Regions from separate parts of the Gossypium hirsutum genome. Here region 1 is linked to region 2. Evidence: chromatin contacts called from public Hi-C data. All regions are on one chromosome and are shown on one strand. The core of a region is the stretch at or near the end of the contact, and the rest is flanking DNA. Distances in the headings are between cores, read along the strand shown.

Region 1 (2,700 bases), core at 170-2,669, 250 kb before region 2:
ACCTCCATTTCAGTAATTGTGTGTATTATATTTCACTTTAGCATAATGTGCCTTGGAAACCCAATATATACCACTCCTTGACCTCAATTAAGCTCAAAACCAACATATTAGACCTATAAGCAGCAGGGTTATATAAACAGAAGAAATGTTAGGAAAGAAAGTTGCATGGATATGTGTTTGTGTTTGCAGAACAAGTTAGAGACAAAACTGCAGAACATCTCAGCAGTAAAACTAGGACAAGACATAAAGATCTACTCATACTTGAATGTAATTGAATGACTGAACCTTTTTTTTTTTTCTGAAAAAACAAAACAAAACAATTTAGTCCAATTTAATAAAACAATAACAAAGGCTTCACCTTAATACCATTTAGAAGATAAGTCTTTGGCTAATTGATAATCTTGTTCACTGGTCATTAGGACCCTAAATTTAAGGATTTCTGAATCAAGTATTGGCTACAACCCAGAAAATTACTGACCATAAATTAAGATTTCTTTTTATTTCCATCATGACCATGGATCAAGATACAATAAAAATAATCTCCATCTTGATATCAACTCATATCTTCTTCTCTTTTTTATTGTTTTTATTTCTGGGAAAAGTAAACTATCCCATCTAGCATTATGAAGAAAAATAAGGGGAAAAAGAGAAAATGTTTAGGATTTTACAGAAAAGCAGTTTAACAGCATTTGGAGTAAGTAGAGAAAAAAAAAGGTCCTAAAAGAAAAACCAAAGCCCCCAAAATAGCATTTTTAACAAACAGAAAAAAAGGGGGAAATCTGAAAGTTTAACTAAAAATTATCAAGTAAATTGTATATGAACACAACACCAAAAAGTAATAATAGAGCTAAAGAAAATGAGAACTGACCAGAATAAGATATGTCACAAATTAGCAAGTTGTTTTTGCTTCCATGAAATCTCATTAAATTCCAATCCTTTCAGCTCAGTCTGCATGATTGACGAAGGAATTCAATGAGGAAAATGAAAACAACATAACTTTATAATTCAGAAACTTCTTCCTTAGCAGGAAAAAAGAATCATGACAGAACTCTGAAACACAAAGAACTTGACCTCCAATAACAAGAAACCCTAACCAGTTAACAGATGAAGCAGCGTGCTTTTGTTTAATGAATATATACAAGAAATGATGTTTTCCTGTCTGTTCTTGAACTTACTAAAGGAACCAAAAGAGAAATAGCTTTGGAGACCAAAAAAAAAAAAAGAACAAAAGGGTTTAAGCTGAATTCGATTTCTTTGAGTAACGCATTTGTTTTCAGACGGGGGAAAAAGATGAGATCTTCAATGTCTGTTTTGTGTCTGAAACTGAGAATGTGAGGGAGTTCATTGTTTTCTTGACCAAGGAGAGGAAAAAAAAAAAAAGGAAAAGTCGCTGATATTACTGAAGTGTTTTTATTTTTACGAAATATTAAGGCTGTTTTAATATAAATATTAGGGATAAGGGAACATTTAGTCCCTGAAGTTGACAGTTTTTCTCAATTTGGTCCTTAAACTTTTTTTACACATGAATCCCTAAATTTGACAACTTTTCTCATTTTTGGTCCATATGAAGATTTGGCAATTTGACATTGTGTCATACATCACTTAAATTTTTTTTTATAAAAGTTATAATTTTTAGATGATGATGTGGATAATATCAAATGACATATCATCACACGGATCAAAATTAGAAAAAAAAAATGCTAAGTTCTAAGATTAATGTAGATAAAAAAAGAGTTTAAAAACTAAATTGAAAAAATTGCCAAGTTCATTGACGAACTAAGTGTGTGTTTACCATTGAGATTGAAAAGTATTTTTCGAACCAAACCTTGATTTTAAATTGAAATTTTAACTCAAGAAAAAAAATCAAAATTTTTAGTTTTTTTGGGCTTTTGGAATAGTACTTGTTAATGAAGTTAACTTTTTATCATTAAGTCTTCTATTTTATAACATGTCTAAAATTGTCATTCTATTTTCTTAAAAGTATTTTTTGACAACAATGGTAAACACCATCAAATTTTTCAAAAGCTTTTTGTTATAGCACTTTTCATCATCAATAGTAAACTAACCTTAAACAATGCTTTAATTTTAAATATTATACATAACAATAAATTTTAAGTCTAAATATGTTCTTGATTCTTGTAATCTTCAAACTTTTGAAATTTAATCATTTTTTATTATTTACTAACATTTTTGTCTTTTTACTTGTTTAGAGTGCAATTGACAACATTGGCAAAGAATTTTTATTAAAATTAAATATGTGACATTTTAATATTTAACACATACTCAAATTTAACAAAAAAGATAATTTGTTGATATAGTGGTATAAGAAAAAAGAGATATGGAGGAGAGAGTGGTGGTTGCTGAGGTAGCTAGTTCACTCAATCGGGATGGAAAGATGAAGGTTACAAAGAACAAAGGTGAGGAGAGTGTTAAGATTGAGAGTTGAAGGTAAGTTAATAGGCTATAGTCTTGGTATTCTTGGAGTGTCGATCCTTTCTTCATCGTTCCTAGGGGTATTTATAGGCGAGGGTCCCATGTAGGATGATGTTAACGTATTGAACTTGCAATTAAACTATCATTGTGGAACACATGGGGTGGATGTCTTCAATAGGGCAAGAATGTTTGTGATGGAATAGATCTTGTCATTCATTCTGACTTGATGGTAAAGAGCAATTGAACCCATATGGTATTTGGTGACCA
Region 2 (2,700 bases), core at 37-2,536:
AATCCCTCTTCTTTCCAAATTCGCATATAATGCTACAGAACAACATATGGGCATGTGGCAGCAGGCAAGAATACCTTAAATGTAAACATTCCAAGAATTAGAATAGGCCAATCAAAAATTGTAAAAAAGTGTTCACCTTTGAATTCATTGAAGCTACAGAGTTTGATAAAATTGAGACCTACAGAGAACAAACAAAAAGGAAGCAAGAACTCATACCTTATTGCCAGGTTTGGGTTTCGTTTATCAACACAGATTTTGACAATGTATGATGGATTCACTAGTTCCTTGATTGTGAATTGAAAATCTGAATCAATAAAACATCTGTCAAGCAATACAAGGAACCTCTAAAACACAAAGTAACTAAACACACACCTAAAATCTTCCAAGCATGAGAAACTCATTGCATACAAGCACTGACATCTAGTACAATTGTTTGTTTGTTTCTAAGGAATTATGATATGATTTACATTTGGGTATTAATGAGAATAAAGCAGCAAATGCTCATTGGTCAAAGGTTACCTCTTAGAGCCTCTAACAAATCAACAGCTTCCTCCACTTCGCCAGAACCCAAAATCCTTTGAAACCCCCTTTTCAACGAATCCAAACCAGACTCATTAACCAACTTCAGAGGAGCAACCCCAAGCTTCTCAACTTTCCTCAACACTTGAACAACACTTTTAACTTTCCCTTCTTGAACACTCGAAGCAATCCCTTTAGAAACAAGCTCAACACTCAACATAGATGCGAAACGCGAAGCATTAACCCCCGAAGCAACGACCATCTCCACCGTCATTGAAAAGTCCTCGAGACGGCCATCCTCCGCCAGCTTCGAAGCGAGGTCGGCGTAGTACTTGAGCGGGGAGTCGCGGAGGGAAGCGTGGTTCCATCGGGCGGTGGAGGAGAGGAGAGGGTAAGGGTGTTGATGAGAGTGGACGGTGGGGATTGAAGGAGAGACAGGATGGCATTGTTTTCTTGAAGGAGAAAGCTTGCGGAAAGAAGAGTTGGTTTTCTTGGTTGAAGAGCGGTGGCGGTGATGGTGGTGGAGATTGGTGGGAGTTGGAGGGCTGGAAATGGAGGAACTGCCAAGGATGACAACAAAATCCTTCATTCTTGGCTAAGGAAGTGAGGTTACAGTTGCGGTGAGTTCACTTGGCTGCTCTTCCATGGATATTTTCTTTGGTATGGATTGAATTTGAAAGGCAGGTATTTTCAATCTTTAGTGAACGTTTATGAGCCAATTGTTTTGTGTTTCAGGGGTGGGTGATGAAATTAAAAATTAGGGTGATGAATTATATCTTTTAACTTAATTTGAAATTTCTAGTTAAATTAAAAAAAATATTTAATTCTTTGTAACCATTATCACCAACTATAATTAAATTTATTATTAACTTTTAATCTCATAATTTATTTATTAATATTTTATATACAAGTTTACTTCTTTAGTTGTTTAGTTGTTTTAACTATTTTTCTTGTCACTAAGTATTTTAAAATTAAAAAACATATTAAATATAAAAAATATGAATTTTTAATAAAAGCTATCTTAAATATAAAATGTGAAATTGATATAACATAAAATTTTAATACGAATATTTTATTATATCATTAATAATTTAATTTTTAGAAATTTATAAAGATTCAATATGATCAAATAATTCAATAATGTAAATAGTATAAAATGTGAAATTTAATTTAATAATATATATTGTAGATATAAATAAAATTATTATTAGGTTTAGGGATTTTTTGGATGACTTTGATTTTTAATTTGGGGGTAAAAGGTGAGAAGTAAAAATTTAGAGGAAAATAAAAAGTTTTGGGAATTTGGGGAGTAAAATTTTGGGGGGAAAGTAAATGGAGGAGTAAAACTTTGGGGGGAAAATATTCAAAAAAATTTGAGAGAAAAATGGTTTAGATAGACGGGAGGTGAGATGGGAGGGGAGTAAAAGTTTTGGAGTAAACTAAAAAGGTTTAAGGATTTGAGATAAAAATGTAAAATATTATAGTTTGGTATTTGTTTATTTGAATTATTTGAGTTCAAAAATTCAACTTGATTTGAACTCGAAATTCGAAAAAAAAATTGAGTTGACTCGAATAAGTCAATTTGTTTAACTCAAAATTTGAAAAAAAATCGAGTTGAATCGAGTTTTGCTCACCCTAAATAAAATAACCATCACATTAAAATTAGAAAGAAAAAATTAATTGTTTGGATTGAAATTTGAAAAAATGGAAAAAAAGTTTAATAATATTTTCAAAACTCAAGAATTTCGGGAAAAAAATATACTTTGTTTCATCTAACGAAAGAGGATTTATCCGGAGATTGCAAACAAGGATTCGCCATTAAGAACCCCCAGAAAGGGGTACTTATACGGATTATCCAAGTGATAGTTATGTTTGTTAAGACTATTCCTCTTTGAGGAGAATCTATTGTGAGTATACCTGCCATAGAGTTAGTTCCTAGGGAACTATCATATAAGAGAAACCGTAAACTCAAATAGTAGCTTAGGCGGATGTGTTACACCTTAAAAGTAAGGTATTGCAAATATGGCTATTACGGGGAAGTAATCCAAACAACTTTTCAACCCAAGTGTAGGGTAAAATAAGATTTAGTCCGCTATAGTGGCATGAGTCCTCATTAGTTAACCTAACTGATGAGATGTCAACAATTCTTTCGGACTATAGTAAGAAAAAGGAGTTTTCCAA

Evidence for each region. A called contact is a pair of places that touch in the nucleus more often than the background predicts.
Region 1: a Hi-C map of leaf shows a contact between it and region 2, with 2.8 times the contacts expected there. The contact joins the promoter of LOC107948340 here to the promoter of LOC107948338 in region 2. A contact is called at or near these places in 8 of 34 Hi-C or Micro-C datasets (fibers, leaf, petal and 1 more).

The regions. Positions count from the first base shown.
Region 1 is chrA04:69,639,943-69,642,642 of Gossypium_hirsutum_v2.1, reverse strand. LOC107948340 (WRKY transcription factor 44) reads right to left here and starts at 1,419. Exons shown (of 7, transcript XM_016882843.2): 1 at 1,072-1,419; 2 at 869-948; 3 at 1-113. The coding sequence starts at 8.
Region 2 is chrA04:69,386,557-69,389,256 of Gossypium_hirsutum_v2.1, reverse strand. It overlaps LOC107948338 (pentatricopeptide repeat-containing protein At5g02830, chloroplastic), which reads right to left and starts at 1,286. Exons shown (of 12, transcript XM_016882842.2): 1 at 520-1,286; 2 at 217-304; 3 at 1-74. The coding sequence starts at 1,108.